Regions from separate parts of the Sus scrofa genome. Here regions 2 and 3 are each linked to region 1. The links are chromatin contacts, called in public HiChIP or PLAC-seq maps. All regions are on one chromosome and are shown on one strand. The core of a region is the stretch at or near the end of the contact, and the rest is flanking DNA. Distances in the headings are between cores, read along the strand shown.

The links. HiChIP or PLAC-seq counts read pairs in DNA pulled down with a chosen protein or histone mark.
Region 2: a contact with region 1 is called in an H3K27ac HiChIP or PLAC-seq map of alveolar macrophages. The contact joins the promoter of C14H10orf10 here to the promoter of LOC100522401 in region 1. A contact is called at or near these places in 1 of 5 promoter capture datasets (liver) and 1 of 2 datasets of contacts at active chromatin or transcription factors (alveolar macrophages).
Region 3: an H3K27ac HiChIP or PLAC-seq map of alveolar macrophages shows a contact between it and region 1. The contact joins the promoter of RASSF4 here to the promoter of LOC100522401 in region 1. A contact is called at or near these places in 1 of 5 promoter capture datasets (fetal liver) and 2 of 2 datasets of contacts at active chromatin or transcription factors (alveolar macrophages and skeletal muscle).

What each region holds. Positions count from the first base shown.
Region 1 is chr14:90,579,497-90,584,010 of Sscrofa11.1, reverse strand. It overlaps LOC100522401 (WASH complex subunit 2A), which reads right to left and starts at 1,612. Exons shown (of 33, transcript XM_003133111.6): 1 at 1,464-1,612; 2 at 1,253-1,375; 3 at 168-332. The coding sequence starts at 1,466.
Region 2 is chr14:91,115,480-91,119,637 of Sscrofa11.1, reverse strand. C14H10orf10 (protein DEPP) reads right to left here and starts at 1,306. Exons shown (of 2, transcript XM_003359280.4): 1 at 658-1,306; 2 at 1-81. The coding sequence starts at 54. All of the region lies in intron 3 of RASSF4 (Ras association (RalGDS/AF-6) domain family member 4), which reads left to right.
Region 3 is chr14:91,136,552-91,140,870 of Sscrofa11.1, reverse strand. RASSF4 (Ras association (RalGDS/AF-6) domain family member 4) reads left to right here and starts at 2,378. Exons shown (of 11, transcript NM_001243337.1): 1 at 2,378-2,494.

The sequences.
Region 1 (4,514 bases), core at 363-2,862:
TTTCAAAGGCTTAAAAAAATTTACTAATAAAAAAGGGGGTGAGGCATTAATTATAAAGAACCACTACTTCCACCAAAATTTAGTAGAGAACCTAATAATAGATCATGGAGTATTACAATGGCTCTTGCTCCTCCTAAAAGTAGTATTTATTTATAAATCTGACTCACGTTCTCAATGAACTGGGTATTAGACAGCATAAGGAAGTCATTGAAGACATTATGCAGGCGACAATCTGTGGCTTTAGTTTCCCGAATTAGTCCATCCACTTGTTTCTTGATTTCATGGGTCCTAGAGATAGTCTGCTGTGAGAATTCCTGTAGAAACTGTAGCAGCTATTTAAAAAATAAACATACAGTAGTATCAATATTATACACATCTATTCTGCATATCAAAACAGGAAAGAACCCATTTCCTTTTGTGTGTGTGTGTTGGAATGTAAAAGGGATTCTGCTTTTGACAGCTTTATGACCAAGTAGCATCAAAAAACATTAAGAAAGTTCATCAGCCTTGAGCTGTGGTGTAGATCGCAGACGTGTCTCAGATCTGTCAGGGCTGTGGATGTGGAGTACCTAGGCCAGCAGCTACAGCTCGGATTCCACCCCAAGCCTGGGAACCTCCATATGCCGCGGGTGTGGCCCTTAAAAAAAAAAAAAAAAAAAAAGAAAGTTCATCAAAACAGCGGCAACGAGTCAACGGATACTTGCCATCTCATTTTGGGAGGAATTTTTAAGTCCTGTTTGGTTGTCATTCTACAGGGATTGCAAACGAAAGCCAAAACAACAAACCACTACTTTTATCCAAAAATCCTACTTCAAATGGGACTTTGGAATGACCATTTTCAGTTTACTGGGTGGGCCCTTAGCTAAAAAGTCTCACTCAAGGATATCCATATACTAGTTTTTCTACTGCCCCACTCAGTCCAGGTCCCAACATGGAATTGACGAAGTAATGCCATTGTAAGCCTGCGGAGCGGCGGAAGCCGATTTCCCAGCTCAGGATGGAGTTGGTTGCCGGTCTGGAAAACCCCAACGAGGAAAACAGCCGGGTGTCCAGGCCGCTGTCTGCTTGGGAGCGCTCAGAGGGCTAAGGACAACCGGCCCACCACCGCCCAAGTGCCTGGGGATTGCCGCCGGGGAGTTTTTGAGGGCAAGAAGAGATGTGTTAAGTCGATGTTTATGGGGAGTCCCATCCTCCCTCCCGCATCACCCCGGATGAGTCGCCCTCCCCTCCCGTCCCTGGGCCCGCCTCTCACGCCCGCGTCGGCCGCCAGCGACCAGCTTTGGCTGCTTCTGCGGATCTCTTCCACCGACCAGGGCCGCTCCCACACGGGCTCCGACGCCGGCGCCCGCTCCTGGTCGGGGGTGGTCTGGTTCATCTGCAGCGGGAAGGACGAGAAGAGGCGCTGAGCTCCGGGAGGGCAGAGGGGGCCGGGGCCCAACCCTCACCCAACCTGCCACTCTCACCATCCTCGCCGCGCAGCCTCACGGGCTCCAAGGGCCCGCAGGACGCACCCGCTGAGCCTGGAAGGTCTCTGGAAGCCGAACTTCTCAGTGGTGCCTCAGGCACGTGACTGTAGATCACATGACCCCGGCGCCGGTGACCTGCCCCTCATGTGACCGGCAGTGGATGGCTGCCGGACTGCCGGAAGGAAGGTGCAGAAGCCGGCTGGGGACACTAGACCTCTTCTAAGAGGCCTGTGGCCACATGGATGGACCTAGAAGTTATCATACTAAGTGAAGTAAGTCAGAAAGACACCTATCATATATCACTTAGATGTGATATATATATGACATAAATGAGCCTATCTATGAAACAGACTCACGTTCACAGAGAATTTGTGATTGCGGAGGGGGGTCCGGAAGGGATGGCTGGGGAGTTAGGGATTAGCAGATGGTGACTAATGTACGGAATGTGTAAAAAACAAACTTCTATTGTATAGCCCAGGGAACTATATTGAATATCCTGTGATAAACTTTAATAGAAAAAGAATATGAAAAAATGTGTGTATAACTGAATCACCGTTATACAGCAGAATTTGAAACATTGTAAAGCAAATATACTTGAATAAAGTAAATTTTTAAAAATCTATTTCACTAAAAGAAAAAAAGCCTGCAGCCGGGCTATGGTGGCGGGAGTTGGAGAAAGGAAGGGTGCAGACGCCAGGGGGAGCTGAAGGGGTGCGTCCGACGGGTTGCATTTTAAGCTAGAGGGCAGTTGGCAGGGTGTGATCAGCCCGGAAACGCCTGGCAGCGAGGTATGTTTAGAGAGAAGGGCCAAAGGGAGAACCAGCCTAGGAGTTTTAAACGTTCCAGGCGGTGGGCAGAGGAAGAGCTCGCTGCTGCATCTCTTCCTTGCTGCATCTCTGCTGCCTGTCGCGGGGTCAGCGCACAGGCGCCCAGATTTACTGGATGGTGACTGTTTAAAATCCTTTACTCGCTAGCCAGTGCCCTCAGATTCAAGTTCAAACTCCTCATATAACAGGCAAAAGCCCTTTAATATCTGATTCCTGCCTACGAATCCTTCTTCAACGTGCCCAGCTTCCCCACCAGCGTTCTGCGACCCCTCACACTTCCTTGAAGTTCCCTCTGCGGAGTCCCTCTTCCTCCAGACCAACTTACTTTTTAAAATGAAGATCCCTATTTCTTTCCATTCTTTTTCGGTTTTGTTTTTTTGTTTTTCTTTTTTGGCCACTCCACAGCATGTGGAGTTTCTAGGCCAGGGATCAGATCGAGTCGCAGTTGCGACCTAAGCGCAGCTCTGGCCACCTGGGATCCTTTGGCCATCCTGGGATCCTCTGGGGCGGGGTGTCAAACCTATGTCCCAGGGCTTCCACGACGCCCATGCCACAGTCGGAACTCCATTTCTTTCCATTCTTATGTGCCCATGGGCAAGTTATTTTAATCCTTATGAGTTTTCCTCCTCAGTAAAAGGAAGTTACATGTTTTGCAGGAACTGTGGTAACATTTGTAAACAGCACAATGCCTACCATACTGTGAGCATTAAACATAGATTTTACCACTTCCTCAGTGGCCTCTGTTTATCAAACTCTTGAGCTTTCCATTGTTTTTGCCTCTGTCTCTCTAGTGAAGACTTCCCTAATTCCCAAGGATAATTTTAAATGCCCCCCTCAGTTATTTTCTAAGGGTTCACACAAATATTCACCGTAGACTATCATAAGTGTATTGTAATTTACTTATCTATCCTTTTTAATAATAATGTCTAACATTTATGAAGCACATATAATGTATCAACTGCTTTATATGTATTAATTCATTTAATTCTCACAATGACTCTGTGAGGTGGTTACTGTTATCCCCATATTTTACAGTGGGGAAACTGAGGCACAAAGAGAATAACTTACTCAGGGTTGGACAACTAGTAATGAAGCAGAGCCAGGAACCTACACCATTAGCCACTATGTTACACTATAGCTAGTCTTAGTTTCTTAAGAGAACTTCATTGTTGGTTTTTTGTTTGTTTGTTTGTTTGTTTTTGTGGGGTTTTTTTTTTAGCAGTGCCTGCAGCATATGCAAGTTCCTGGGTTAGAAATCAAACCTACACCACAGCAGTGACCCAAGCTTCTACAGTGATAATGCCAGATCCTTGACCCACTGCACCGCAAGAGTACTCCAGAACCTTATTTTTAAATTGCAGTCTACCAACCTCCTAGCCCTTCTCCAACATTCATTAAAAAATATATATGATTTGACCCCTAGCCTGGGAACTTCCATATGGCACCGGTGCGGCCCTAAAAAAAAAAAAAAAAAAAAAAAAAAAAAAAAAAAGTGGGTGGGAGTTCTTATCGTGGCCCAGAGGTAATGAACCTGACTAGTATCTGTGAGGATGCAGGTTCAATCCCTGGCCTAACTCAATGGGTTAAGGATCTGGTGTTGCTCTGATCTGTGGTGTAGGTCACAGATGCAGCTTTGATCCAGCATTGCTGTGGCTGTGGCGTTGGCCGGCAGCTATAGCTCCAATTCAACCCCTAGCCTGGGAACTTCCTCCATGTACTGTTGGTGCAACCCTAAAAAGACAAAGAAAAAAACGTTTTGTTTTGTTTTTGTTTTTAGTAAATCAAACCACTTTAAAATTTGGTTGGCAAAATTAAGATGAATCGGTTACCAAATACATCTTACCTAACATCATCATGGGCAGCGTCAGTGGCCATGTGGATGACTCTGGGCTCAGTGTTGTTAAGATTAACAACCTTAATCTACATGCCTATTCTCAAAGCTGGAATTACCCTGGATTACCCACACCCTGGACCCTGTCAGCTGAAAGTTTCTGACTTCTAACTCTGAACTGTAATAGAGCAGCCTCCTCTTAAATTTTCAAGTCTCTCTCATTCCCTGGTCTGTTTTCTGCCAACCCAAGCATCATTTTCTCAGTGCCCCTCCTCTTCATTTCACCCTCTTTCCTTACCTGTTTTGCTGGAGCCCATATTAACCTTCAACTTCTTTTGACAGCCCTTTAATATCCTCACCTTATATTTCTGACACATAGTTTCTACTAGT
Region 2 (4,158 bases), core at 57-2,556, 540 kb before region 1:
GGTCTCCCGAATTGTGGGCAGATGGGGCACAGAAAGCAAGAGCCGGGACCTCATGGCTCCTTGCCACGGGGAAACTGCAAACTGTTGGTTGACAGAGGAAAGGGGATGAGACACTGCCAATACCCTGACACCCCTCCTGGGTCCCCTCCCCCATCTGAGGCTCCCTGTGTGAATTGTATGCCTGAGAGCAGTTTCAAGTCTACAGATACAAGAAGAGGCTTGAACTCCTGGACTTTTCCTTCCCCCTGATATTACTTCAGGCTCTATCCTTACTGTTGGGTAAGAACCTGTACAAATAAGAGAACCAAGCCTAAGAGACTGGAGTCAGAGAAAACTTGGGTTTCAAACCAAGCTCTGTACTTTCTGACCTGGGGTCCTTCGGCCAAGTCAGCTCTCCAAGCCTCCACTCATCTGAAAAACAGGGTTATAAATACCCACTCTCCAGGGCGCTGGGAGGAACATACGGAAGGACACCTCATGTGAAATCCGTTTATGAATATAACACTCCTTTATGAATATAATTGTCATGGCCACTAGCTGCGTCCTGTTCTCTAACCTGCAGTGAGGCTGTGCACGTCCCAGGCTGAGAACAGCCCTTGAAGCCCCACAAAGCCTCTCTGTTTTACCTCAAACCGGAGGGCAGTAGCTCTCTCTTACCTGTAGCTGAGGGGGCCTGGGGGTAGCAGGGATGCTGGATGGGCAAAGGAGTCCGAGGAAAGGTCCCAGGAAGCTTGGGGCAAAGAGATCGGGGTCCAGCGGTTGGACCCTGTGTCCCTCGTCAGATCGCTGGCCGGAGGAAAACGAGGATGATGTACCACGGCCTCTGTCCCATGTACTGCTGTCCAGAGCGGAGTCCCTCCCAAGCTGTCTGGCGAACTTTGAGGCTGGCAGTTGCTTTTATACCTTTCCACCAGCAATCAATTACTGTCACGAGGGCCAAAAATAGCAGGGCTCAGGAAGGCTCTCAGAGGAAAACAGCTTGGCAGGCGGGGCCTGGCCCAGCTGCCAGCTTGGAGCAAGTGTTTATGCCTGTGGGAGGTTCTGGGAATGTTTACTCTGCAGGGCCGGGGTGGGGCGGCCACAAGTCCTGGCCACTTCAGGCCACTGGGAGAGGCAGGGACTCCACTGGGCTCCCACAAGCAGCCCTAGGACCTGCCACCGCTGCCTAGAAATGTTTCCATTATATCTTCCACCAGCATCCTGCAACCCCAGGACACTGGCCCTGTGCTAGCTTAGATAGAGACCTGGGCCTGCACCTGCTAGAGGGCTTGCCAGACAGGGCAGTGCAAGGAGGTAGCCAAGGCCAGGCTTCCTGGGCCTTCTAGGAGTCAAGATGTGCCCACCTTCGTCTGGAACTAAGGACAGCCTGTGGAGTCCTGGTCTTGCCACTTCCCAGGGGTGGTGCTTTCAAATGAGAACTGGCAGCTTATTTGTTCCCCAGGTATCTAACTAGTATTCCTGTGTACCAGCGACTGTTCTATACGTAGCAGTGAACAAGTCATTGTGTCCCAGAGCTTAATTTTTAGTGCAGGAGAGCAGTAAGTACTTGGTGAATAGGTGCTGTAATGTTGGGCGTTGATTATGGCTGCAAAGAAAAGTCCAGCTGCACTGTGGTAGAGAGGTCAGGAGTGTGTTCGCTGAAAGGGGACATTGAGCAGAGAGCTGAGCAAATGAAGGCCGTGCCTTCCCAGCCAAGGGGGCAGCATGTGCAGAGCCACTGTGGAGAGTCTGCTGGGCATGCTCAGGGGACAGCCAGGGGCCACATGGTTGGCCCATGGTGGGGTGGGGTAGGCCAGTGGGTCTTGGCATGGACATTGGTTTTCTCTCTGAAGGTAATAGTAGGACTGCAGTGTTCCATTGAGGGTGCAAGAGTCTGGCTTCTGCTTCAAAGGATTGACTTAGCCGCTGCTCATGGGCTTTCAAGGGACAGCTAACAGGGAGACTGGGGAGCACCCAGGCCACTGCCAATGACTAGGGATGAGTGTGTCAGCACAGGAGGCTGCTGAGGATGAGGTGGGAAACCCTGGGGAAGCTCTTGTAAAGAGCCAGTACCAGTACTTCTCAGACAGGCCTCAGGCCATACTCCCATCATGGGCCCTCCTGGAAGACACCTGTCTTGTATCCACAGGCAGAGGACAGAAAGCAGTCATTGATACAACAGCCCAAGCCTGAGGTCTGATTGATGGATCCCAGGTGCTGAGCAAACAGGAGGACCTGACAGTCCCAAGTTCATGTATTCTGGATAGGGTATTCCTGATGGACTGAGGCATGGGGCCAGCCAGCTGGGAGATCAGGATTTCTGTTAAACGTGGCAGTTCCCACCTTGATGGCTCTTCTATCTGGAGGCTTCTGTAGAGCCTCTCTGGCTCTCTTAGGTTTTGTTAGCAATTAGCAAATTAGCCAGTAGGCTGAATTGAGGAGGGAAGTGTTGACGAGTGTATTAGAGCCCACAGTGATTTCCCAGCTTATAGAAATCCCAGGTCTTGGGACCTGTGTTCTAGTCCTGCCTCTGCTGCCACATCCTTCCCCACCTGCCTGGGAAGGCTTCCCAGGGGCCTAGAGGTCCCTCTCCTCTATGCTGGGCTTCCTCTGATTTGATCCAAGAAGCTTCAGGCTGAGAGGACCTCCCCTCCATTCCAATGGGGTCAGACTGAAGGCTAACGGAGAGGTGGCGGGGGGGGCTCGGACTGGGGGCACCTATGCTGCCTATGCAGGGGCACCAGCCTTGAGCCACTTCAGTCAAGCCAAACCCCAGCACAGCTGAGCCCTGACCTCAGAGGCAGGAGCACAGCCTCAGCCCTTTGCTTCCTAGAGCAAGGCCCCTGTCTCCCTCTTCATGGCAAAGTCCCTAGAGCCTTCATTCTGCATCTTTGAAGGCCTGGCCTCAACATGTCCAGCCTTGCTGCTTCCACCCCAGCAGTGCCCCCTTCTCCTCCTCATGGACCCTGGTCTGCAGCTGTGTCTGCTTCATCTTCCTCCACAGAGAGTCCATTGTGGGGCTCATGTCCACGAATGAACATGCTAAGATGTTCCTGGTGGGAGAGAGGTTCTCTCCAGTAACATGTGGACATCTGACAAAGGCATCATCCAAAGTCAAGGCTAAAAATGAAGAACTGAATCCTGCTCTGGGTTTTCTTACCATCCCCACGGGACCTTTAACTCCAGTGGATCAGTCTCGTCTTTCCTTTCCAGGGAGGGTTAGTTACATATCTGTGCCTGTGTAGCATCTGTGGTTATCAAAAATAGCTCTGGGTTTTCTGTTGTTGTTTGTTTTTTTCTTTTAGCAAACAGTACAAGGCTATTCTAGGAACTTCGTGTATTTTTGATAACCTTGAGCAGAGGAGAGCTATTTTCTCTGTGGATAACAGCATGTTTTAGACTATTACAAACTAACCATGAAATCAGCACTGCAGGGGACCTCTGTGAGCACTGCCAGGGATATGAAGAAATTTTCCAGAAGGTCCCTATTCTTACGGGGTTTTCAGTGCCAGCAAGGAAAAAGAAATGGAATTGTGAATCTCAATTGCTGCTTGAGATAGCATAGGGAGAATAATGTTTTAAGTTCATTGCCTAAAGACTAGTATCAAAGATTAGGTGCTCACAGCTGGGAAGTCCTAAGCTCTGGGGAAGAGTGAGGCTGAGAGGGTTTCTGGCCACTGCTCTGAGGGTGCAGGCAAAGCTGCCTGGCCAGGCACACACATGGCAGTGACTAGGCTGGGCTCAGAGAGCCCAGAGTGTGTCCTGTGCAGAGGGGACCCTGAAATAAGTCAGAGAAGCAGAAATCAAGGCCCTGAGGGGAACAAGTGGAAGCTGGCCAAGGGTGCCTCTGAAGGACACTGTCCCTTAGGACCTCAGGATTTGGCGGCAGGGGAATAGCTGTGCTATTTGCAGACCTGGGGAAATTAAGGCTGGTTTGGGACACAGGGTGGGAACAGTAGTAGATAGTCTAAGTGTGCCTACCAGTAGTGGGATGTGAGACTGGCCATGCCCCAGCTAGTGAGAAAAGCATGACTGGCCCTCAGGAAATAAGCCAGCTTGAAACTTTGGGGGTGGGTTCAGTCCACTAGTGGGAACAGTGTTGGGAAAGGGGTTAAGTTGAGACCCAGCCTTGAGGAGCAGCCTCCTCTGCTGTAGTGGGTGTGGCATCCAGTGCCCTTG
Region 3 (4,319 bases), core at 1,129-3,628, 560 kb before region 1:
GCAGCTTCATAATGTTAATGAAGACCCAGACTCCTTTTATCTTTGTATTCCACCAGCTTTAGTATGTGGACATGTTGTGTTATAACCTTAATATTGTTGCCAGTGCTCTAGACATTACACATTACATCCACATTTGAGACAGAAAGGCAGGGCAAAGTGGTATTCATTCGTTTCTTCTATCGGGAGAGCAAAAGTTGTCTTCACTCTCCCTCAAATCTCCCCACCTCCAGCACACCTATCCTCTCTTTGCTCAGAAGTAGGTCGTGTGACCCTTTCTAGTTTCAGAGGAAGCTGGAAAAGCCATGAAAAGGATTGTCATGATTGACTCAGATGCTTAGATGATGGCTTTCAACCTTTTTTGATTGTGCCCCACAGTGGGAGATGCTTTTTATATCACAGCCTAATATACATAACTGAAATATAATGCAAACAAAAGTTTCATGAGATACAACTTACACTTACTATGTGTTCTATATACTGATGTTTTCTATTTTAAAAAATACTAGTCAATTCACGCTCTAACTTAATTTCATGAAGTATAGTATGAAAAATACAAATTGTCGTGATCCATCACTAGGGGCTGGCACATTGCTGCCCAAACAACTTGCCCACTCTTGCTCTCTCCCTCTCTGTCTCTCTCTCAACTTTACCTTTTCTTTTCCTTTCCTTCCTTCTTCTTTTTCTTTCTTGCAAAGAAGGGAATGGGTACTGGATTGGCAACTAATGGTATACACAAGACCCACTGTAAGTGAGCTCCAGGCCAAACATAGTTTCATTGAATACTGAAGGAAAAGGTGATTCTCTAGAGGTACGTGATGTTGGACACTTATGTTCCATGTAAAATGGGGGTAGTAATACCTACTCCCCAGGAATGTTGAAGGCATTGTGTGGGATCCCTGTCGTAAAGCACCTAGCAGAGTGCCTGACACACCACGAGAGTGCAGGATACATCAGACTTCCCAGAAGCCAATCATCATTCCAGGCTAGTTCTCACCCTGGAGATGGTATCAGTTAGATCAGCATTCTTGAGGGCTGGAGGACCCGGACCACAGGGGTGCCCTGAGCTGGCAGAGGATGATTCATTCTTCACAATTTCCTGCAAAGCCAGAGCTGAACGATCCATGGCCTGGTCACCTTTAGCTCCCTCATTTTTACAGGTGGGAAAACTGAGACCCAGAGCAACTGCGACATGAAAAGATCGTGCAGGAAGTAGATGGCAGAGCCCAATCTCTTTACTCCAAATCCAGCAGCGCTAACAATGATAAGCACAGCCTCTCTCAAGTGGGCTCCAAGGGCCCATAGACAAATCTAGGGCTAATTTTTGCCTATGTAGGCAGCTGCATTTTTCTAGAAGGTCCATATCAGACTCTAAAATGTCCACATGACTCAAAGGATTAGGAACTACATGAGTTCCCATTGTGGTGCAGCAGAAATAAATCTGACAAGTATTCATGAGGACTTTGTTTTGGTCCCTGGCCTTCCTCAGTGGGTTGGGGATCCAGCGTTGCCTTGAGCTGTGGTGTAGGTCTAAGACAGCCATACGCCACAGGTGTGGCCCTATAACAGCAAAAAAAAAAAAAAAAAAAAGGAACTACAGATTGAATGAAAAGTAAAATTATGAAAAATAAAATTATTTATGGGGGAAGGGAGGGGAAATCTGAGGTCAGTACTGGAAATAGTGATATAAAACAGAAATTGCAAATGTTTCCATCAGCCTCTTCCCCTTCCCTGTCGCCCCCACACCCCAGAATCACTGACCTATTCTGAGTTCCCCAAAAGGCCTGTGGTCTTCTGTCCTCTTTGCAAGCAAATCCTCCAGCAGGCCTTAACTGGGAGGTTATCTCCTTTCAACCATCATAGAATCTGATTTCTTAAAAGCGGTGGAGCTTCGAGAGGCCACGTCAAGCAAACAGTAGGATTGCACGCAGGTGGCCCTTGAGCAAAAACTAACATTGCTCCAGACGGATAACCTCCTCTCTCAAGACACACACTAGTAATTGCGAGGCCTGCACGACCTTTGTTGGAAATCCAAGGGTGTCATTTCCCCCAGGGTCCCTGGCCTTGGCCCGCCTATCAGACCCTCCCGACCGATCCGAGCTGCTTCCTCAGTGGGTCTCCGGGAATTCCCGGAGTGTACGCCCGAGGGGACACCCTGGAAAGCCTACACGCCCCAAACCTTCTGCCCGGCTCCTGAGGCACCGCCCGGAGCCCGCCCTCCTCTGTGTACCCTGAGCTGGGCGGGCTGGACAAGGAGACTTTACGCAATTGGCCTGCGCTGGGAGAGAGGCGGAGCGGGGCGGGAAGAGCCGGGGAGGGGCGGGACGGAAAGGAAACAATAGGGCAGCTCTATTGGCCGGCGCTGGCGAGGGGCGGGGAGGGGCGGGCCCGACTCCCCAAGCTGGAGAGAACAGGGCAGTAGGCGCTGCGGAGGCACCTCGGGTGACTGCGAGGCGAGGCACTGGCAGCGGCTTCTGGACAGCGCAATGAGTGGACGGTGAGTGATGCATGGGCAAGAGAGTTCGGGGCGTCCACAGAGCACCAACTTCCCCCCACCGCCTGAGCCCAGGACTTTCCCCAGCCAGGAGCTCTTAAGTCTGGGCACTTGTGCGCCTTGCCTGCCGCGTGCAAAATCCCCTCCTTCTGCCAGCCTGGAGCATTCCGGGCCACGGGCCCAATGCTGAGAGTGGGCACTGTGCCATGCACCTCCTCCAAGGAGAGGGCACGTTAGGAGCTAAATCCTGCGCAGTCTACATCTTTGCTCACCTTGCCTCTCATCTTAGCCAGTATCCTAGAAGCGTTGATCTGAGAATTAGGGGGAAAGACTCAGCGTCTCTGGCACAACTCAGATTTCATGGATGGAAGACCATGAACACCCAGATAATAGCAGAAAGAAGGCTTCAGTGTCGCTATTTATAGAACATTTGATTTGTTCCCAGACCTGTGCTAAGAGCTTTAGCACAATATCACACCTACTTCTCATAGCCTTGATTATCCCTATTTTCAGATGAGAAAACCTGAGGCTTAAAATGTTACGGAATTGTCCACTTTTACCCAGATGAGTCAGCCTTGTAACCCAGGGCTTGTTGTGCCAGGTCTCATTCATTTTACCCACTGACTTCAGAGCTCACCCTGCCAGCCACCCTGCTCACCCCTGTGCTCCTGACTCTCAGTCCTGACTTCCCACTCAGAAGAAATGCTTCTGTTTTTATTAATCCGGCACAACCCTGGGGGAGGGAGGGCCTTCTCTCACTTGAGGATCAATGCCAGGACAGAGCCAGGGTTTCCTTAAAACACTATCTAGAGAGCTTTAGTAGTCCCACTTCACAGAGGAATTAAATATGATCACAATAAATAAGGGATTCTGGAATTTGAGCCCAAGCAGATTGGACTCCAAATCCATGTACTTGCACTTGCAGAAAGGCCCTCATTGTCAGTGTCTGTAGTTGAACTGCTCATGGCAAGATCGAGATTTGTTTCCAGACGCCATGAGTATACAATAAAGACAACTACTAAATTGCTGACCTGCCTGCCTCCTGCTCCCCAGAGTAATTCCTTAGCCACTGCCATTTGGTGGGCATTGTTAGGGTGAAGGAGGGAAGAAGGAAGGCTTGGAAAAGGAGAGGAGAAAAAGGGAAGGAGAGAAGGGGAAGGGAGAGAAGAGAAGAAGAATGTCTTAAACTTAGGTCAAAAAAAAAAAAATGCTGGCTGGAAGTTGTAGTGAGTGTATTTCAAGTGTCAGAACATTTTCATTAGTTTTTGTCATTATCCTCTCTGTGTGTGGTGCCGGTGGTTCAAGACTTTACAGGAAAAGTGAGATTGAGGCCACGGATTAAAGTGTTGGTGTGAAAGTTGGGATGTGGAGCCATGTGAGACTCTAGTGAGTGGTCTGGAGGTTGACAACAGAGTGAAGGTCCTGGGTCCCCCTGGGTCAGGGTCAACTAGACAATGACCTATAACAATAGAACATGAACAGAACTCCAGCATGTGCTATAATTCAGATCCTGTAAATGCAAAGGCTCAAAGAGGAGACTCTGACTATAGGGTCTACCAGAAAGCACCCTGGTTTTGAGAATGAATTCAGCCAGATGCCCTGGCTCACGCATTCTCTTGCCAAGAACCATCATCCTCTCTGATTCCTACATTGTCATCTCCAGAGCCTCGCAGTCTCTCTGGAGCTCCTGACTCCCACCATGACAACTATTGGGAACTTCCGTTTACTGTGGGTGAATCCCATGTGAGTCCCATCTTACCTGTTTCCTCATTCACCTTTACAGCAATGATTCAAATCATGAGGAACCTGAGTTTCATAGAGGAAAGGG